Linked DNA regions of Sus scrofa: region 2 is linked to region 1. Evidence: chromatin contacts called from public HiChIP or PLAC-seq data. All regions are on one chromosome and are shown on one strand. The core of a region is the stretch at or near the end of the contact, and the rest is flanking DNA. Distances in the headings are between cores, read along the strand shown.

The links. HiChIP or PLAC-seq counts read pairs in DNA pulled down with a chosen protein or histone mark.
Region 2: an H3K27ac HiChIP or PLAC-seq map of alveolar macrophages shows a contact between it and region 1. The contact joins two enhancer-like sites. A contact is called at or near these places in 3 of 47 Hi-C or Micro-C datasets (embryonic fibroblasts, retroperitoneal adipose tissue and subcutaneous adipose tissue) and 1 of 2 datasets of contacts at active chromatin or transcription factors (alveolar macrophages).

What each region holds. Positions count from the first base shown.
Region 1 is chr7:32,301,370-32,307,231 of Sscrofa11.1, forward strand. LOC102161912 (a long non-coding RNA gene) reads right to left here. Exons shown (of 4, transcript XR_304410.3): 4 at 1-2,859. Among named protein-coding and RNA genes, the nearest start is that of SRSF3, 15 kb to the left of the region's middle. Within about 2 kb of position 1,637, at least 10 of the 83 cell types and tissues checked have an H3K27ac peak or open chromatin away from gene starts, as enhancers often do. A contact at or near this core is called in alveolar macrophages, where this site is marked.
Region 2 is chr7:32,797,490-32,802,500 of Sscrofa11.1, forward strand. No RefSeq gene overlaps it. Among named protein-coding and RNA genes, the nearest start is that of PIM1, 12 kb to the left of the region's middle. Within about 2 kb of position 2,827, at least 31 of the 83 cell types and tissues checked have an H3K27ac peak or open chromatin away from gene starts, as enhancers often do. A contact at or near this core is called in alveolar macrophages, where this site is marked.

The DNA.
Region 1 (5,862 bases), core at 387-2,886:
GAGAGGGCTAAGAACTGAATATTTGAAAACAGATTGAAAATCTTAGATTAAAAAATCTTAAATAGATTTAAAATCTTTTAAAGTAAGCTTCTTTTAGGATGCTGGAAGCTTGGGTGGAAGACTTGGAGTAGTCAGGTAAGGAAGGTTTTAAATTTTTTTTTTTCTTTTTTTTAATTCATCTGCCCTACCACACCTACTCTGGCCAGCTATGTCTTCTAGGAAGATAAATTTTGTTTTTCAGTACCAGTCTGCCAAACATTGTCCAGGGCCTTTTTCTTCTGTAATGCTTATCACTCACTTAAGGTGAGTATCTCTATTAAAAGAGGGCAGAAAAAAGTTCCTAATATCACTCCTTATGCTGCTAAACAAGTACACAATTTCCGACTTAGGATGATTCAACTCGTGGGGTTTTTTTTGTTTGTTTTGACCTAATAATGGTGTGAAAGCAACTCTGGAAACCAATTTTTTTTTTCTTTTTTAGGGTCACACCTGCAGCATGTGGAAGTTCCAGGTTGGGGATTGAATTGGAGCTGCCAGCCTACACACCACAGCCACAGCAATGCAGTATCCCACCCACATCTGCAACCTATGCTGCACTTTGTGGCAGTGTGGACCCTTAACCCACTGAGTGAGGTCAGAGATCAAACCTGCATCCTCATGGATAGTAGTTAGCTCCTTAACCCACTCGGCCACAATGGGAACTCCAGAAACTTTCAATTTTGATCTTTTCCTTGGCTAGTGGCGGGCAGCACAAAACTCTTGGTGCTTGGGCAGGGGCAACAAGCTAAGGCATGGCTCCCAGGCAGCCATGCAATCACAAGAGTAAACTAGTATACTTCTTCTGGACCTAACTATTCTGCTTTTCACTCTGTATTCAGTAAATTACATGAGATATTCAACATTTTGTTGGATAGTTTTGCCCAGCTGTAGGTTAATCTAAGTGTTCTGAGCATATTTAAGGTAAGCTAGGCTAAGCTTAATGTTGGGTAGGTTAGGTGTAGTATAGTGTTTTTAACTTAAGATATTTTCAATTTATGACTGGTATATCAAGGTGTAAGCTGAGGAAGATCTGAGAACATACTTGTCTCCAAAGCCTTTGTTTTCTGTTCTGCATTTTTATAACCCAATCATAAGGTACCATTTCATTGTCACTTAATGACAGGATTTAGTTGTCTCTAGTTCTAAAACATGCTCATGGTAAAAAGTGTAAATTGTATGTATACTGGGAAATAATTATTTCTTCCTTTCTTGAGGTAACGTGTTGAATTTTTGTTTTCTAGAAAGTTAGGCATACTGTAATGAGCAGGTATTTATACAGCTAGAAATAAATGGAAGTCATGTGTCCTTTAGCTTTTCTCTTATTACATATCTGAAGCATGCACTTCTGAGATGTTATGTTCTACTGAAATCCACGTCATCATCTGGGCAGGGTACCACTTGTTAAGTAGTCAAGATATTTCTTGGCAAAGGCCTACCTGGCTTTATCCTGATGCTTAGTGATGCTTAATTTAATGTGACTTAAAATGTCATTGTCAAGGAGGACAAAGCTGTGCTAATGTGAACGGGTTGATAACAAGTGTCCTTGTTCACTGTTAACCTTGAGTCATGGGCAGCCTTCAAACCCGTGACTCGTTGCTATGGCTATTCCAGTTTCCTGGTCTTGACATCACCCCAGTTTTAACCCTTTGGGGAACGTGATAGCAGCACTACTGAGTATTACATTTTACATAAGGACTGGTACACACCGAACTTTTAACATTTATGTTTGATGGGGTTTTTTTAGTTAACTTTTTCAACTATTTTCAACTATTTTCCCAACTATTTTTCCTTTTTCCCCAAATGGACTCTGTTATGGTGAACACCTAAGAATTCTATGGTCAGACAGAGATTCATGAAAGCACCTACCTCCTCTGGTTTCAAAACCAGTGGCTGTAGTTAGGAGTCTGCAGCATTTCTTAGTTGCTGGAGGGGGGGAAAATGGTCTAAATTAAATGGGAATATTTGAGTGGTCACTTAAATTTAAGCTGTTGAACTGCCTTCAGCAGCTGCAGTCTGTTAACTTGGATGAATGCTCCATTCCTTTCCTCAAAAGATTTGGAATAATTCTAAGGTGAGTGGGAGAGTTTATAAGTGCATCATCTAGACTGGTTTCTGTGTCACCTAGCAGCCGGATGTGATTGTTTTCATCAGAAAATGCTTCCTTACTCCTTAAGTTCACGGTGCTTGTGTTGGGGATATCCCTTGAGCAAGGTATGGGACAGAAAAGGTAGACACCAGGCTGGGAACTAAAACTGAATTACCATGTTCTGAGCACACATGTGGTGCTTTTTCTCATCAGCTCTGATGTTGGGGTTATCTCATTTACTGAAGAAGCTCAGACAGGGAAAGTGATCTCAACCCTCATAACCCCTTGGGCCCCCTTTTTGTAAAGAAAATTTTGTAATGATCTCTGACTATTCTGAAATGAAATCTTTTTTTTTCCCCTTTTTAATGGCCACGCCTGTGGCACACAGTTCCTAGGCCAGGGATTGAATCTGAGTTGCAGCTGTGACAAGTGGGATCCTTTAACCCACCACACGGGGCTGGGTACCGAACCTGCACTTCTACCGTGACCTGAGTCATTGCAGTTGGATTTTTAACCCACTGCTCTAGAGCGGGAACTCCATTTTTTATGTTAATTATTTTTAAAAAAATCAAGATGAAGAGCTCCCTGGTGGCCTAGCATTAAGGATCTGTCTGGCATTGTTTACCTGTAGTTGGTTCAGTCCTGTGGACATGGGCAATTCTTTGTGTGCCAGGCATCGTATCTTCATCCCCTTCCCCTAAAGTCAGTTATGTTCCCCGGCAGTGTGACCATCACTGAAAAAAAACAAAACAAAAAAATCCTGGTTGCTCAGTGGGTTAGAGATCCAGCGTTGTCACTGCTGTGGCTCTGGTCACAGCTGTGATGCGAGTTCAGTCCCTGGCCCGGAAACTTAAAGAGGCGCAGCTGAAACAACCAAAAAAATCAATAAAAAAGAAAAGTCAATTTCCCAGGCACCCACTAGGTGGCAGTAGTGCCCCATTAAGAATACTGCTTTGCGAACACTGGGCCAAATTCTTTGCCTGAGGTCACTACCTGTTTAACAGAATTGAATGTCCAAAGACTTTTTTCCAGTAAGTTTTTTCCACTATAACAATAAAGATAGTAATACAGGCAATAGTGATAATCAGCATTTCTTGAACTCAAGTGCCAGCATTTTGCTAAGTATTTTACATATACATACCACCAGCTCACTTAAACCTCACCACTTGAGTGAGGGCAGTTTCTCATTTTGCAGCCAAGGCTTGGGTTCAAGACCATGTTAAGTGTTTTGCTTTTGTTTTGTTTTTGTCTTTTTGCCTTTTCTAGGGCCACTCCTGCGGCATATGGAGGTTCCCAGGCAAGGGTCGAATCAGAGCCATAGCCACTAGCCTACACCGCAGCCACAGCAACGCAGGATCCAAGCTGCGTCTGCAACCTACACCACAGCTCACAGCAACACCAGATCCTTAACCCACTGAGCAAGACCAGGGATCAAACCCACAACCTCATGGTTCCTAGTAGGATTTGTTAACCACTGAGCCACAATGGGAACTCCGTTAAGTGTTTTGTTTTGTTATGTTTTTGTCTTTTTGCCATTTCTTGGGCCGCTCCCGCAGCATATGGAGATTCCCAGGCTAGGGGTTGAATCGGAGCTGTAGCCACCGGCCTACGCCAGAGCCACAGCAACGCAGGATCCAAGCCGCGTCTGCAACCTACACCACAGCTCACGGCAACGCCGGATCGTTAACCCAGTGAGCAAGGGCAGGGACCGAACCCGCAACCTCATGGTTCCTAGTCGGATTCATTAACCACTGCGCCACGACGGGAACTCCTTTTTTTTTTTTTTTTTACTGAATGAATTTAGTTGTACAACAATCATCATGTTAAGTGTTGTGTGTAGAAGAGGTTGTACTTGAGCTAAACTGAAGAATGGGATCAGGATAGAAAGCTGGCTATCTAAAGGAAAAAGCCATCTGCATAAAGGCAAAGGCAGGAAACAGTGTTTATGTGGACTGACAAGTTTAAGACCCTATGAATTTATTCAGGGATTAGAATTGTACATTAGTATAAAGTCACAGCTAGAGAACTTGGGATTTTCAAACTTGAAGACTAGGCAAACTTTTTTTGGAATGAGATTTTATATAACTATAAATGATATTGCTGTAAAAAGTAAGTTCTAGCAGATAATATTGACTTAGAAAGGTAGGAAAAGTAATGTTTTGATGAATTGTAGTCAATTAGATTAACCTCAGAACCCAGTTTTTCCTGTGCTTTGTTTGTACAGAGAAGTGAATGCAAATGGAAACTTTTTTTCTGTGGCACAGGGGGTTCCCAGGCTAGGGGTTGAATCGGAGCTATAGCTGCTGGCTTACACCACCGCAACTAGGAATCTGAACTAAGTCTTCAACCTACACCATAGTTCACAGCAACGCTGGATCCTTAACCCACTGAGCAAGGCCAGGGATCAAACCTACATCCTCATGGATACTAGTCAGATTCATTTCCACTGCGCCACAATGAGAACTCTGGGAACATGTTAAACACCTCATTTTGCAATCCCAGAAGTAACAGAATAGGAAGGTCTACTTCAGAACAACCTAGGAACAGATTAACTTTTGTCATGTTAACAGGCATAAAGATGAACAGGTTTTATGTCTAAAAAAAAGTTTAAAAAATCATTAGCAATGCATGGATTCATTCATTTATGGCCCACCTGCAGCATGTGCAAGTTCTCAGGCCAGGGATTGAACCCATGCCACAACTGCAACCTGCGCTACAGCTGCAGCAATACCAGGTCCTTAACCCACTATGCCACAAGGAAACATCGACATGGATATATTTTAAATAACATCAAATGTGTGCTTAAATCACAAATTTAAGACTCCTGTAGCACTGTGTGCAAATTCCTATGCCGCCCACATTTACCCTGCAGATAAAGAGCCTGAGGTGAAGGGCCATGGGAGTGAGTTGCTCAGATTCATGGAGCCCAGCGAGGGCCATCTCTGGGTGCTTTGGCCTCCTGAGTCCCAGCCCAGTGCTCCTTCTGAGAGACCAGTTGTCATCTGGTGTGGCAGCATGCCACAAGCATAGCTGTACAACCCCTCACCTGAGAGGGCCCTGGCTGCCTGCCCATCTCCCTGGCAGATAAGGCCTCAGACAGAAGGCAAACAGTACGTGGCTCCAGGAGTCAGTGCAAGTCTGATTCACCCAGTGGTTTGTGCCTGCGCCAGCCCCAAAGGCTGTCTCCTGGTCCTCTGCCTTTTTTGTTTTAATTTTTGACTCTTTAGGGACACACCTGCACCCGTGGCATATGGAGGTTTCCTGGCTAGGGGCCGAATTTGGAGCTGTAGCCACCGGCCTATGCCACAGCCACAGCCACATCAGATCCGAGCCACATCTATGACCTACACCACAGCTCACAGCAATGTCAGATCCTTAACCCACTGAGTGAGGCCAGAGATCAAACTAGCATCCTCATGGACACTAGCTGGGTTTGTCAACCACTGAGCCACTACTCATTTCCACCACTTCCCTCACCGTGGCCAGATTCAGGACTCTTGAGCAACAGGCAGACACCTGAGAGCTCCAGAATGATGCTGACTCTTTTAAGGAGGGTTTTCCAGGCCGAATAGAGACTTGTCTGGTGCCACACAAACCCCCCCCATCAGCCTTGGTTTCAATATCAGGGTGGAGCAGCATTGTGGGTGGGGGCACTGTGTTCCTAGGTCACAAACACGCTGGTAACAGATGGTGCCTCTGGAGTGTGGGAGAGAACAACAGGTGGGCTACCTATCCCC
Region 2 (5,011 bases), core at 1,577-4,076, 500 kb after region 1:
AGAGCAGTAAGCACCTCGTCAAAGGTCACATACCTAAGGACTGGCCGGGTTAGAATTTGGACACAGGTGGTCCATGCTCATTGCCACTCTGCTGCAGTGCTACTTAGTAAATAGCTGGAGGGATTCGTCAGCTCAAGTTTCCTTCAGGGCCCAGAATCTGGATGGAGGTCAAGGCAGTACTTCCCAGACTCCAGAGAGTCAGGGACGCCCTTCTGCTCTGTGGAAATCTTCATTATTGGCTCCAGGGAGCTACCCTTCTCCTGGGCCTGGGTGGGGAGGAAGAGCTGGAGGCGGTAAAAGGGGGAGAGAGGAGATGAGGCGGTGGTTAGGGGTGGGGCGAGGGCGCATTTCTTGTAAATGTTACTCAGCTCCCTCAACTGCTCTGCTGGTTCTTGGAAACCCTTACCACAAAGGACCCATCGAGAACAGTGTTAAGGCAGATATGGCTCATCCCCCAGTTCATTTCCGGCCCGGCCTTGCGCTAGTAACCCCGATTGCCAAGAGCAAGGTTGCAGTGACCCCTCAGTGTTGCTGCGGGAGGAAGTACAAAAATAAGCAGAACTAGGGTCAAGCAGAGAAGTCTTTATTTTTATTTATTGTAACAGGACATCCGATGTACAGAATTGGATTAATCATAACCCTTGGTTCATCCTTGATCCAAGCATGGCCTGCTGTTATTATTATGTTACACTGGGTGGTGAATCCACTACCCGATTCCAGAGAAAACATTAACAATGACGCCCATCTATACGATCCTTTCTCCCAGATATAAACCAACATCCTGAATTTTGTGTTTAGCATTCTTTTACATATTTTTCCTCCTTCCTTCCTTCCGTTCTTTCTCTCTTTTTTTCTTTCTCTCATGTCACATCCAAGGCATATGGAATTTCCCAGGCCGGGGATTGACTCCAAGTTGCAGCTGTGACCTACGCTGCAGCTGCATTAACACCAGATCCTTTAACCCACTGCACCAGGCTGGGGACTGAACCTGTGCCTCTGCAGTGACCTGAGTTGCTGCAGTCAGATTCTTTTTTTTTTTTTTTTTTTTGTCTTTTTGCCATTTCTTGGGCCGCTCCCTCGGCATATGGAGGTTCCCAGGCTAGGGGTCGAATTGGAGCTGTAGCTGCCAGCCTACACCGCAGCCACAGCAATGCAGGATCCAAGCTGCATCTGTGACTTACACCACAGCTCACGGCAATGCTGGATCGTCAACCCACTGAGCAAGGGCAGGGACTGAACCTGCAACCCCCTGGTTCCTAGTCGGATTCGTTAACCACTGCACCACGACGGGAACTCCTGCAGTCAGATTCTTAACCCACTTCACCACATTGGGAGCTCCCCTTTTACATTTCTTTCTCTTTTTTTTTGGTCTTTTTTTGCCATTTCTTGGGCTGAACCCGCGGCATATGAGATTCCCAGGCTAGGGGTCGAATCGGAGCTGTAGCCACCGACCTACACCACAGCCGCAGCAATGTGGGATCCGAGCGGCATCTGCAAACTACACCACAGCTCATGGCAACGCCAGATCCTTAACCCACCAAGCGAGGTCAGGAATCCAACCCACAACCTTATAGTTACTAGTCGGGTTTGTTAACCACTGAGCCATGATGGGAACTCCTGGAACTTGCTCTTTTTACTCAACATTGTTTTAAAGATTTATGTATGCTGTAGCATGTGGTTCTTTTTCACTCTATAATATTCCATTGTATGGACAGGCATTTGGGTTGTGGTCTGTGAGGTGGGCCTTTTTTTTTTTCCCAAGCAGTGGCTTGAAGCAGGATCTCAGTTTTCAGACTAGGGATTGAACCTGGGCCATGGCAGTGAAAGCACCAAGTCCTAACCATTAGACCACCAGGGAACTCCCTGGAGGCTAGTCCTTAGAGGCCCTTTGGGTTAAGCTGCTCAGGAAGTCAGCACATAGAACCAGGTATAGATAGCCCTTGCCCTATACCCCAGGGTGAGAGCTAGTGACCATGGAACCATTCCAGATTTATCCACAAATCACCTACTGTGCCATGCTGCAAACACTGAAAACTCCTTTTTCACGTGTGAGTAGACAGAACCAGGCATTTCTCAGGGCTCAACGTGATGTCAGTGAATAGGCAAAGTGTCACAACAAAGCAAAGATCTGACTGTTGCCTGGGTTCCAGGGAGTTCTATGATCTGGCAAGTGTTGTGTATGCAGTGTGGTGTGCTGTGTGTATGTGTGCAAATATGTGTATCTGTGTGTGGTGTGTGGGGTAGAGGTGTTGGATTGTGTAGGTATGTGTCGTGCTGCTGTATATACACACTCATTCTTGGAGCTACTACTTGCCTCTGCACCTGGACTCTGTGACCTGTCTGCCTCCTTCTGACCTTTGCCTGGGTTCTCTCCTCTGCTCCACCCCCTTCTCTCCAGCCCCCTTCATCTCTTATCTTCTTCTCCAACTCAGAACCCTCCTCCCATAACCACCCACCCAATTCTCTCTCTTCCTCTTCCCAGCTCCTCCTCCCGGTGGACTTTCCCCAGACACCTTTGAGAGCCCATCCTTAGGTGACCTCCTTGCAATCTTCATAAAGTTGCTGGCCCCTCCCCTGGTTTCCTAAACCGTGGTTTGCCTTGCCTTGGACTCTCCTGCCGTTTGGGTCCACTTTCCTCTGCCTCTCCTTGCCCTTTAAATGCGGGTGTTCTTTCCTTTCCTCACCCCCAGGCTCTCTCTGTTGGCCAGGATTCTGGCAGGAAACAGATGGCTCACTCTGATTGGGTCGTGCCGGGATAGTGTGAAAAAGAACCCTTGACAAAGGTGTGGCCCAGGTGCTGGGAAACTGCACGGGGCGGTGCTGTACCCCTAGGCTACCAACAGTGGGCGCACTTCCTGGCTCAGGCCTGAGGGCTGGAGGAGAAGGAGCCGGCCTGACCTGGGCTGTAACCTTCATTCCAGAGAAGCAGTCAGCCCGGGCTAATCCCGCGTGCGGGGAGCCAGAGAAAGAAATGCCCCTGCTTCTGTCTTCCCACTCTCTTACCTCCTACCAGGGCCTCCTAGGGGCTGATTCCAAGTGAAAGCCAGAAGGCAGGGAGTCTGGTGTGATAGTCCACGTAGGTCGGCGTTTCCAGGCGCTGAGCAAGCTGGAGAAGGGCGGAGCGGGGCTCCGGAGGCCCCGGGAAGACGCGCGGCACAGCCTCTGCAGGACCACGCCTCCCTCACCTGCTTCGCCGACCATCTTCGCCAAGCCAAGCCGATTCCCGTAGCACTAGCGCAGACCTCTCTCCTAAGTTCAGGTCTGGAGATCAGTAGCCTCCGAGATGCCACTGTTCCAGGACCCCAGGAACTGAATATCACTTGTGCACCTGCAGGACAATGATGGAATCCCACCTTGCTGCTGCTCACCTCTCGACTCCGCTCAGGAAGTTACTGAGAAACACAGATGCCCACATCTTTCTTTTTTCTTTCTTTCTTCCTCCCTCCCTCCCTCCCATCCTTTCTTCCGGCTGGGGATGGAATCCAAGACCTCTGCCACAGCTACAGCAACACCAGATCCTTTTTTTTTTTTTTTCTGTCTTTTGAGGGCTGCACCCGCAGCATATGGAGGTTCCCAGGCTAGGGGTCTAACTGGAGCTACAGCTGCCGGCCCATGCCACAGCTACAGCAATGCCAGATCCGAGCCGTGTCTGTGACCTACACCACAGCTCATGGCAACGCCGGACCCTTAACCCGCTGAGCGAGGCCAGGGATCGAACCTGCAACCTCCTGGTTCCTAGTCAGATTCGTTTCCACTGTGCCACGTCGGGAACTCCCAACATCAAATCCTTAACCCACTGCACTGGGCCAGGAATAAAACCGGTGCCTCTACAGAGACCTGCCAGATCATTAATCCACTGCACCACAGTGGGAACTCCTCACATATTTTCTAAGTGAAAAGAATTTTTTTGCTTATAAAAATGATACATAATTAGGAGTTCCCATTGTGGCTCAGCTGTAAGGAACCAGACTAGTATCCATAAGGATTCGGGTTCGATCCCTGGCCGCGATCAGTGAGTTAATGATCCAGCGTTGCCATGAGCTGCAGTGTAGGTCACAGACACAGCTCAGATCCTGAGATGCTGTGGCTGTGGCATAGGCTGGCAGCTGCAGCTGCAATTTGACCCCTAGCCTAGGAACCTCCATATGTCATGGGTTCGGCCCTAAAAAGCAAAAAAAAAAAAAAAATTTTTTTAACTTTTATTTTTTCTTTGGCTGCACCCTTGGCATGTGGAATTTCCCAGGCCAGGGATCAAACCCACACCACAGCAGCAGCCAGAACCACAGCAGTGACTACCAGATCCTTAACCTATTGAACCACCAGGGAAATCTGATACATGTTTTTTAGTAAAAATAATAGTACAAAGTGAATTAAAATTATATGATGCAGGAGTTCCCACTGTGGCACAGTGGAAAAAAATCCAACTAGTAACCATGAAGTTACAGGTTTGATCCCTGCCCTTGCTCAGTGGGTTAAGGATCTGGCATTGCCCTGAGCTGTGGTGTAGGTAACACGTGAGACTCGGATCTGGCGTTGTGGCTGTGGCTATGGCTGGCAGCTGTAGCTCAGATTTGACCCCTAATTTGGGAACCTCCATATGCTATGGGTGCAGCCCTAAAAAAACAAACAAACAAACAAAATTATATGATGTAATCCTACCACTCCAGAGAGAAATGCTTTTAGAGAATCCACATATATACACACACACACACACACATTATCTATATATAATTTTACAGAACAGAGCTCATATTCTTGGTAACCTATTTTTCTCCCACTTAACAATGTGCTATTAAAATGTTTCCATTTCAAGAACTGTGGATAACAGTCATTTTGATATGGCCATAGTATGAATGTACGTTATTCATTTTGGTTCCAATTTTCCACCATTATATATGAAATATTCTATTACCAGATAAGACTTTGGACAGAGATGACTCATTGCCTATGTCAACATCTATTATTCTTTTTTTCCTTGGTAACAGAACCTCTGATTTTTAGCTAGTCATAT